Regions from separate parts of the Gossypium hirsutum genome. Here regions 1, 3 and 4 are each linked to region 2. A link is a contact called in public Hi-C data. All regions are on one chromosome and are shown on one strand. Each heading gives the region's core, a stretch centred on a gene start, on an enhancer-like site or on the middle of the called end of the contact. The rest is flanking DNA. Distances are from core to core; before and after follow the strand shown.

The links. A called contact is a pair of places that touch in the nucleus more often than the background predicts.
Region 1: a contact with region 2 is called in a Hi-C map of leaf, with 1.9 times the contacts expected there. The contact joins the enhancer-like site here to the promoter of LOC107922394 in region 2. A contact is called at or near these places in 2 of 34 Hi-C or Micro-C datasets (callus and leaf).
Region 3: a Hi-C map of leaf shows a contact between it and region 2, with 2.2 times the contacts expected there. The contact joins the promoter of LOC107921752 here to the promoter of LOC107922394 in region 2. A contact is called at or near these places in 2 of 34 Hi-C or Micro-C datasets (both in leaf).
Region 4: a Hi-C map of leaf shows a contact between it and region 2, with 1.7 times the contacts expected there. The contact joins the promoter of LOC107921947 here to the promoter of LOC107922394 in region 2. A contact is called at or near these places in 3 of 34 Hi-C or Micro-C datasets (hypocotyl and leaf).

What each region holds. Positions count from the first base shown.
Region 1 is chrD01:48,599,192-48,601,891 of Gossypium_hirsutum_v2.1, forward strand. No RefSeq gene overlaps it. Among protein-coding and RNA genes, the nearest start is that of LOC107921809, 12 kb to the right of the region's middle. Within about 2 kb of position 1,375, at least 9 of the 9 cell types and tissues checked have an H3K27ac peak or open chromatin away from gene starts, as enhancers often do. A contact at or near this core is called in leaf, where this site is marked.
Region 2 is chrD01:48,400,688-48,403,387 of Gossypium_hirsutum_v2.1, forward strand. LOC107922394 reads left to right here and starts at 1,287. Exons shown (of 1, transcript XM_016852413.2): 1 at 1,287-2,700. The coding sequence starts at 1,608.
Region 3 is chrD01:48,255,579-48,258,278 of Gossypium_hirsutum_v2.1, forward strand. LOC107921752 (proline-rich receptor-like protein kinase PERK2) reads right to left here and starts at 1,449. Exons shown (of 1, transcript XM_016851568.2): 1 at 529-1,449. The coding sequence starts at 1,146. The coding sequence ends at 712.
Region 4 is chrD01:48,573,843-48,576,542 of Gossypium_hirsutum_v2.1, forward strand. It overlaps LOC107921947 (putative 1-phosphatidylinositol-3-phosphate 5-kinase FAB1C), which reads left to right and starts at 1,363. Exons shown (of 11, transcript XM_016851744.2): 1 at 1,363-2,700. The coding sequence starts at 2,525.

The sequences.
Region 1 (2,700 bases), core at 125-2,624, 200 kb after region 2:
TACACTGCTGAGCACAAAAACTTAGAGGGTCCTTGTGTGTTTTTCACCCTCATAAGAATCACCTATGGATGCAAATCCAGAATATCAACGGAGACATTGTCACTCCAAAGAATCAAAATCCTCCCAGAAAACCCCATTGCTTCAATTCTTAACGAATTTGCAAACCTAAGTTTTGCAATAATTCCATTCGCCCGAATACCACTGATCCGTGTCTTAAAAAACACATTACATCTGAGCAAAACTCTCTCCTATACTAAGCCATGAAATTATGGAAAAGGGGATGCATTATTCCTTGGTAATTCCAAAAAAAAGTTTTAAATCCATAAACCAAATGACAATAGAAAACATGAACAAGCCAACACAAGTTGTACAAAAAAACTTAACAACTAATCTCATTATTACCAATATCATCATTATCCATAACTTCCACATCCAAAAGCAGCACATTCGCCGGAAGATCAGCATCATGTTCTCGTACAATACCCTTCAATGTCGCCGATAACTCTACCATGTGATTCACAGAACCTCCCAGCTCGTAATCTGATGATTTCCTCCATTAAACATTACCATCCTCAAAAGTTTGCAAATCTGGGTTTGAGTACCCAATACTTGACTCTCTGAATTGAAACACACTTTTTTCTTTCCCTTTTATAGCATCGTACACTCCATTCTCAACCACCCGAACTGCCCCATGTTTGTTTCTGTCCAATTTCGACTGGAAAGTTACAAGCAAAAAATTGAAACCTTTATCCTAACAGTTGGGACAAGTGGGCCCATTCTAGAGGCATCATCAAACCCATTTCCCTCATTCTTAGCAGTTGACCCAATATTGGTATTAGTGGGTCGTAATACTTTTGGACCAACTCTAGGTTTACCTCTAATCATAATCCCTTTACCATTAGATTTAGTTGTCCCCTTCATCCTCAAATATGTCTCATTTTGCTCAAATTTCCCGACCTTTGTGATATGGTTCTTCCCTAAATCACGCCTTTTGATTTGATTAGGATGGCTCCCTTCACCCACGACGTTAATTTTGGAATTAGATTCACTCGAATCCACCGTCAAAGCTGAAAACCATGAGCCCTTTTGCCAGAAACGTCATTTCTCACTATTCCTGTACTCTGAACCTTCCCTCTTTGTAAATGCTTCACAAGAATCCATGGCCCATATGGTTCCTCTTCCGCACACCATTGAGGACCCTTTTTTTCGACCACCGGTTCTCTCCTACCAACACCTCTCCGATGAGTTGCTTTTGTTTCTCGCGCACAAATCTGTATTGTGGCCATAAATCCCACATTTAAAGCAGACAATCGTAAGTGACTCATATTCGATTCTCTAAATACGATCACTGATCTTGAGTTTTGACACAGTGGTTTCATTAAGTCCACACATATCGCCAACCTAACGAAACGTCTTTGGCTTCCACTACTTATAGGGGTAAGCATTTGATCGAATCGAGTGAAACAATTTCGAGTTAATCGAGTTGACGAGTCCTATTTTATCATCCTAACTTGATTTGAAAAGTTTTCAAATCGAGTCGAGAGAAATGAAATTTGAGTCAAGTCGAATCAAGTAAAATTATTTGAATTAAATTAAAAAAATTAAACATCTCAAATTAAAATCTTGTTACAGTATAATTAATTCCATATTAGAGAAGATAAATTCCAAACTATATATATTTGATAATTTTTTCAAAGCAAAATAATAAAAAAATATTTTAGTATAATAAACTTAAATAATTAATTAACTTATTTAGTTCCCCAAATTATTATTCTAGAAATTTTTTTATTTTTTTAACTTTATATATATTTTAAAAAATTTAAAAAATATATAAATTTGAAATTTCTATAAATATTTTGAATTTTAAAAATTATTTTGAATTATTTTGTAATTTTTTGTTTAGAGAGAGATCAATTTGCTCATTTTCAAACTTGACAAGGACCAAAAAGGTATTTACACCAATTTGTTATTCGAATTAATCGAGTTATTCGAATTGTAAAATTCAATTTGATTTGAACTCGAAACTCGAAACTCGAATTACTTACTCGAGTTGACTCAAACAATTCGAACAACTCGATTTGATTAACTCAAAATTAGAATTTGTTTTCAGTTTTTCGAATCAAATTGAGTTTTGCTCACCCCTAACTACTCGTATGAACATCAAGCTTGACCATTGGCCCTCTGGCTTAGCTAATAGCAAGAAGTAAGAAATTTGAGTAGTAGCTTTTCGGCAGACCAGGTAACCTAATCCACACTACTTGAACATCCACTTCATTGTCCGACATTGAAAAATCCAGTGACCATGGTCGTATGACCAAATGTTGACAAAAAATCACCCAAGGTCCCCCCAACCAATACTTTATTAAAATCTCCCTCATCTTGGAAATAGGCTAGATAGTAGTCACTTTCTAAGTCAATAAGCTGCATATGATTTCTGGGATTCCATAGTGTTGTCACTGTAAAAAATAGTATGTCGGTAATGACAATGTATCACAAAGAACAAAGAAAGAATAATAAAGAATATAGATTTTTACGTGGAAATTCACTATGTCGAATTCGAATGATTACAAGATGAGTAGACTATGCCTATTTATAGGCTTGTAAAACCATATTCTAATAGAAGGAGTGCAGTAAGGTTGAAATACCTTATTCTAATCAATATCAAATAGATGAAGTGTAACATGGTTGAAAAATATTATT
Region 2 (2,700 bases), core at 37-2,536:
AAAAACTAAGGGGAAATGGCCCCACCTGCCCCCGTTGTATTCGTAAATACCCATACCTATGTCATTATTCACAAAATTAATACAAAACCATTTTAAATAGCTAAAAACACATTTTTTTTCTTTCTTTATTAACTAGATTAACAAGTTTCAAGCCACTAGAACAATTTTCTAGATACTATTGTGGCTTGATCAAATGACTATAATATGTCTTTCAACCATAACTATTGATTTAAAATGGATCCCACTAGAGAAAGACCTCACCTCAAAAGCTATTGACTGCTAATGTAGTTTTTTTTTACTAAATAATGTGTAATTTATTTTTGAATTTTTTAAATATTCATTTTAATTAAAATATACTTAAAATAACTTGTTATTTTATTATATCTTATTTTTATGTATAATTTATTTAGATATTTTTAATATATATTTAAGAATTTTAAATAAAATATATTTATTCAACTCAAGGATGAACTTGTCAATTTATACCTATTCCTTGCATATTCCTTAACAATAACTTAATCAACCAAATAATGTAATACCTATTACATGTCTTGTTAACTTGTTTTACCTCATTACAACCCTATTCTATTTATATAAGATAATATTTTATTGCAATTTCTATTTTATTCCAATGACCTAAACCTGGCATTAATTTTTTATAGTTGAAGTTAACAAATCTCAGGATAAAAGTACCACAAACCATTGTACTATACTTTAGATTACATTTTAGCTCCTCTATTGAGAAAATGAGCAAATTAACCCCTGTAAGTTAGATGAGTGAGTAAAACAATCCCATTGTTAAAAATTGATGTTTATATATAAGGTATAATAATAGTTTTAGTCCTCAACCTTTACACATTAATTCAATTTGACCTCTACTATTTTATTGGAAGTAAATTAAAATTTTTTGAAACTAATAAAGCTAAACGGTAAAAAAAAAAGCTTTATTAACAAATAAGAAAATCAATTAAGCCCTTATAAAAATTTAACAATTATTTAAAAAATCATAAAAATTATAAAAACAGTCATTTAAAAATTATAAAATTCTAAATTTTTTTATTAAAAATAAAAAAACGCTATTAAAATAAAATTTTAAAAAATGAGAAAATAAAATTTTAAAAAATGACACTTACTTTTTTAATGGGTCGATGTTATTATTTTTAATAAAATTATAATATTAAAATCCTTATAAATTTTTTAAAATAATTTTTATGAAAACCAAATGTGCGGTTATGATTGGATTTGACAAACTAGTGGACGTAAAATATATTTTCTTAAGCTATATATCATGAAAATTTAAATGTCTTAGAGGCTTGTTTCATGAGATCATATTTAAAAGAAAAAGAAAACCTTTTCTACCTCTCTCTCTCTCTCTCTCTCTCTCTCTATATATATATATATCAGAAAAAAAAAATAAAAAAGAGCCTGTTTGACAAGAAAACCTTGGAAAAACTTTTCTGACAAGAAATTGAATTACAAAACAAATAAAAAAAAAGGTTAAATTGATCGATTCCCTTCAGAACTCTACTTCCTTTTAACAAATAAAAAGAGAGTAAAGGAACTCTCCCTCTTCAGTACCACTAAAGAAAAAAAAAATTCCATCCATCATGTCTCCAATAAAAACTAGCTTTATATCCTTAGTTATCATCGTTACCATGGGCGTTGCCGTTGCCGTCGCCGGGAAGACGCATGTCATCGATTTCCGATGGCCTAACCTCTACCCAGAAGGCATGGCCTGGGACCCATTAGCCCAGCACTTCATCGTCGGTTCCCTAAACCACCGTACAATCCACTCCGTTTCCGACGCAGGCGTTGTCGAAACTCTGATCTCCGACCCCACCCTCCCTGAAAACGTTACTGTTTTAGGTCTGACGGTAGATTTCACTAAAAACCGCCTTCTCGCTTGCCTCCACTCTGTTTCCCCTCTCCCTCCATTCAACGCCCTCGTCGCCTACGACCTCCGCACCCGCCGCCGCCTCTTTCTCTCCCTCCTCCCCTCCGACCCCGATTCCCTCATCGCCTCAATCGGCCGCGGGCGTGACGTTGCGAACGACGTTGCCGTCGACTTCAAGGGAAACGCTTACGTCACCAACTCGGTCGGAAACTTCATCTGGAAAGTCAACGAAGAGGGAGAGGCGTGGATCTTCTCGAGATCTCCAGCCTTTAGCCGTTACCCATCGGTTATGGGCGAAAACGAACCCTTCAACGATTGCGGCCTCAACGGAATCGCTTACGTCAGCAAGGGGTATTTACTGGTGGTGCAAAGCAATACCGGCAAGATGTTTAAGGTGGATGAGGAGAATGGGAAAGCGAGGACAGTTTTGCTGAACCAGGATTTGGTTATGCCAGATGGGATTGCGATCAGGAGAGACGGCGTCGTTTTAGTGGTGTCAACGCAAAAGCTTTGGTTTTTGAAGAGCGACGATAGTTGGGGAGAAGGGGTGGTGTATGACAAAACTGCCCTTGAGGAGGAAGGGTTCGCAACCTCAGTTGTAGTGGGTGAGGAAGGGAGGGCGTATGTGTTATATGGGCATGTGATGGAGGGTATAAATGGGAAAGAGAGGGAGGGGTTTAAGATAGTGGAGGTGAGGTCGGAGAGAGAAAGCGGGGAGGAACATGTTTGGATTTATGTGCTGCTAGGGCTAGGTTTGGCTTATTTTTTGATTTGGAGGTTCCAAATGAAACAGCTTGTCAACAACA
Region 3 (2,700 bases), core at 199-2,698, 140 kb before region 2:
AAACTTCAAAGGTAAGTAAGGGTGGGTTTGAATTGCGATTGGGTGCGGTGCGGTGCGTTTAGCTTACTTTTTCTCTCACGTTACAGTATCACTATAGTATCTAATCTTACCACCACCGCTGTTTTTACACTAACCACAAGTAAACACACCGCTTATCCAAACTCACCCTAAATGCTTGATTTTGATAGTGAAAAATGGCTGCAAAATAGAATAGAAGTAGGAGTCCATGAAATAAGAGCAGTTGGCTACCACAGGCCTCATGTGTCCAACTAAACACCAACGTAAGAGCGTCGTCACCGCCCAACTAACACTGGGCCTAAATTGGTTCCTTTTTTTCCTCTTAATTTATTTCTGAACGGCAACCGCTGCCTGCTGGACTGCTTTGCTCGGAATCCCATCACCTATTCAAATCTCACTAATAATCTCGTTTCTCTTATAAAAAAACTATTAATCAACCAAACTTAAATATACTAAGTAAGAAGACGTTTATCGAACCAGAAAAATGAACAGCCATTCAAAATCAGGTAATTTATAGGTAAAGCTAATTTTCCGAACTTTTATCATTGAACAATATCATGAAACAGCAAGTTCAATAACTATTGTAGGTCCTAAAACTTTCTGTTTGGACAAAATTATATTCTTGTCCTAAGAAAAGGAATTTGTACTTACTATATCCAACTTGTTGTACAAGATCCTAGGACCTTACAAACTTTAAAAAGCGAACAGGAGAGATAATCCACAAACCAGACCCAATAACCCCACAGCGACATTCCGGTTTGCACCGCCGAAATTTTGGTCAATCGAGTACAAATTCCCTGGTGAACCGGGTATGTATATAAAGGATGGTGGACTAGGCGGTATTGGCGGTGGTGGACAGTATTGGGTTGGCGGCTTTTTTGGTGTAGGTGGAGGCAGTGCTGGGGGTGATGGTGGTGGAGGGCATGGTGGCGGCAGTGAGGGTGGTGGAGGACTTTGTATACATGATGGGGTACACTTGACGCCTTGACCACCTGGAACAGTGCTGTCATCAAGCCTCCTTGATTCCATCCCGTTGATGGGATATACAAAGATGGTGATGGCAAAGAAAATGGTTAGTGATGATAGAATTTGGTGAGGATTGATCCAACGGTGTGTTTTCATCGACATGCTGCCAAATCCTGCTGATGGAACTCCCAAAGCTTTTAGCTAAAATGAATGAAGAGGATCGATCTTTTTAATTTGTGGAAGATGTGGTGGAAATAAAGAAAAAGTTTGGAAGAACTAGCGGTGATGTTACGTAATTTGGTACATCAAAGACTTTGAAAGACTAAAAAGTGAAATTGATTTTGATGAAATTGGGCTCTACGAAAGAATGAGTTTTAGAGGGCTATCGAGACGTGTTTTTAAGGGCACTTTTCTGTTTTTTAATCTTTTTTGTTTTCCAGTAAAGGAGTCTCGTTGCCTTGTTTCACAAGGGAATCCCGTTGCATGTGGAAATTATGCATGATCCAAAAATGAAGGGACCCATTATATACACTTTCCCCGGTCATCATTAATTTCTAAATAGTGTATAAACCTATGTATTTCAATAATTAATTGGTATTTATTAATACGAAATCTTGCATAATTAATGTATATCATATCATATTTTTCTTTATTTTGTATTTAATTTATTAGCACGATATCATATTATAGCATGTCTTTTTTTTATTTGTGCATCTAATTTTTATTATAAATAGGCTATATAACTTAATGTAAATTAAGAAGTAATAATTATCTTTTACACATAAATTCATTTCTCTTTTTTTTCTTTAAGTTTTTGCAACAGTATTGTCTTTTTAAATAAGGATATATGATTGATTTGAGTTGTTGAAGGGAGTTTTAGTGAATTCAAGTTTAAATCACATATTTATTTTATATTTAAATCATAATGTCAGACAAACGAAAATGAAAGGTTTACTCAAATAGTGAAGGTGGTGAGTGCTCCTTTCATCAGCAAACAATGTACAAATTCCATGGGCAGATGATGGACTTTGTGGTCACTCACAGTCCCAATTCAAGGGTGGGAACCGGGGGAAGGGTTAATATCTTGGACTCTTGCGCACCGTTTTTGGTCACTACTTTATCTCAGGATTCTGTTCCTTTTTCTCTAATTATCACTTTCGTCCAACTTCTTCTCGTGTAATTAAAAGAAAAATTACATGTTTTTCCTCCTAATCTTCACAATTTCCCTTTCTACTTCATCTGTTGTGGCTTGTAATTTTCATCATTTTTGGTACTTCTTGGAGTTTCTTTTAGAAAAGTTTTCTATTGTTGGTAAAATATGAAGAATATGTTAAAGATAATGCCTGGGTTAAAGAGGTTTTGAGGTGTTGTCAGTAATGGCGCAATATGACATTTTACCGATAAAAGGCCCAACAGAAGAAAAGGAAACTGGGATAAAAGCAAGATATGATCATAAATGACTTAAATTTATAAGAGTGCATCGAAACCCCAAAAAAATGTTGGATCTTTAGTGACAAAAGGATGAACATCCCATCCAAATGAATGAAGCATAAAATCAACTACTTGAAATGCAAGATATTATAAAACCCATAGTAATTAATAAAAAAGGTTCATCATATAAAACTATTGGGTAAACTACTAAAGTAATCACTTTTGTTTGCTTTAGTTACATTTTAGTCACTTATGCTTGAAATGTTACATTTTAGTCACTTAGAT
Region 4 (2,700 bases), core at 113-2,612, 170 kb after region 2:
TGTATGACAATTTTATCGTATGTATGTGTACATGTGAGTTGTAATAATATAAAAACTATGAAAGATACCGTAGCATGGTAATGTGTAACAAAATAATAGTTTTGGAATTTATTCCCTTCAGAATCGCCTTACTCCCTTTTTTTTCTTTACTCAAAATTAATTTAAAAGCTTGTACGTTGTCTACTTGTAAAATAATTGGTCCATGTAAACGGAACATTGAGTATAAATAATAAGATTCGTTAATTCGACTCGACTCCAAATTTTTCGACTCGACTCGATCGAATACTCATCCCTAGTTGAAGCACATTATCTTTCTATTTATGAGTTAGAGAGAGACAATGAGTAATTTTAAACATTTAAAAAAAATAAAAATAAAAGCTGAGACGGAGGAAGCACACAAATATGCACAAATAAAGCTCTACCAAACCCACCTAACCTGTAAAATTTGGTCATGAGACATGCCTTACTACACTACCTGTATATAGAGATCTGTTAAATTAAAAATTAAATTTAAACATAAGAATTGAATCGATTTTAAAATGAATTATTCAAAATAAGTTGAATCATGAAACCATGTCTTTCCGTTCATTAACAGCCACCCGTAATTAAATATTTAATCACATCCTTATTTATTATGTCATAATATTTTTTTCCTGCATTCAATTTAATTCATTAAATGCTATGTTAAAGTTGAATTCGACTCCCTAATTTAGATTATTTTGATTTTCTTTTTTTATGACAAATAAATTTTTTTTGTACAAGTGATTTTTATTATATAATAAATTAAAATAGGTAATTATTTCCTATACTTTGATAAAATTTGAGATTTAATCTTTATTTTTAAAAATTAAGTTCTATTTTTTTATTTATAAATCTAATCGTAAGTATTTCTGTCAAACTTTATTGTCTTGGAAGTTTAATTAAGCTATGTGATATATGATTAACAAAAAAAAAGTTAAATTAAAAATTTTCGACAAAAATTATTAATGACGATGATGATTAGATTAAAAACTTTAAATATAAAAATCTTAAATTTTATACAAATACAGCGACTACTAACAACCTAAATGATATTATGAAAAGCGTTGCTAATATTTTAATTTAAATGAAAAAATCGATGAAGAAGTTGGATGTGATAAAACGCATGGCTTTTAAGTGTATTTATGTTAACAATATTCTAATAGCGTAAATAAAAAAAGAACTAAAATTTATTTTCATGTCGATAACAGTTTGTAGTTTTAAAAAAAAACAATTTGTATAAAAATATGTTTATATTTAAATAGTTCGTTATGTTATTAATTATAATATATTAAAATAAAGATAAGGGTATAAGGAAAAATAAAAATAAAAAATTGGTACCAAAAAGAATAAAAAAAAATAGAATGATCATCGATGACCCAATCAGATTGATCTCTCAACAAAACCCTAGTTAAAACAAACCAGGAAAGAATTAAAAAAAGGAAAGAGAAATATTATTTTAGTGTAGAGAGAGAGCGAGGGGGGAAGTAGAAGGAAGGGGGGGAAATGAAAGAGGAGAGAAAAGGTGATAAAATAATAATAAGGAAAAGAAAAGGGAGAAGGAAAATAATAAGAAAAGGGAAAGGAAGAGTATAGTTGAGGAAGAAAAGGAAATAATAAGAAAAGGGAACCTTCTCTGCACTTCTTCTTTTCCTCCTTTTTCATCCTATTTTGCCTCCTAATCTTCTCTCTTCTCTTTTACTTTTAATTTCTCTTTCAATCACTAAGCTTTCTTTCTTCTTTTTTTTTTCCCTTTCCTTGCCCTGTTTTACTGCTAAATTTCATCTTCTAGTGTTTGAACTTTAGTTCTCTTTATGTTTGTTCTGAAAAACTAAAACCCATCATAAGTCACTGTGATTTTGGTGCTTGACTTGATCTATGGATGCATAAATCTGGGATTGGTTAAGCTCCGAACTTTCGTTTTTTTTTTCATTTCGGGTCAAATTTCTGCGGGATTTTTGAATTTTAGGGTTTATGTTGTAGTTATTCGTGTTGTGAAATTTGTTGGGTTGTTGTGATTTTTTTATGTGTAAATATTGTTATTCTGTGATTTGTGATGTAGTGAAAAAGAAAAGTTGTGGGGAAGATCGATTTAAGTTTCTTCCTTGGAAACATTTTGGGATTCCTTGGAGTATTTTTATTCCATTTTCTTAAATTGACACCTTTGAGAAAAGAAAAGAAAAATTGAAGGGGTCAAAATAAATCAATTTTAAGCTCATAAAAAATACTTACCCTGAAAAGTAATTAAAACTCACCATTTTTATTGTGGGTTTTCTTATATTTTTAATATTTCCATATTAAACTGCTGATTATTTTTTTTCTTAAATACTGATTTTTAGAAGAAGAAGGACTAGAAGAAAGAGCGTAGTTTCTTACTGTGTGTGGGTTGTTTGGGATTCTTCTGGGAGTACCTGATAGTTCACTATTAGATCTAATAGAAAAAGCTAGGTCTTGGATTTCATTGGGAGCTAGTGATCTTTCCGGTTTCACTGGTGAAGAATTTCTGATGCTAAAAAACGGTGTTTGCCAAAAAATGTGTTGCTCTGAATGTTATACGAAGTTTGCTGATGAATTCTCTCATAGATATCCGTGCCAAAGCTGTGGTCGCTGGTTATGTTCTAAATGTGTTGAAAGATATGAATCCCATGTTGTTGATGATGTATATCAATCAGATAATGCAAA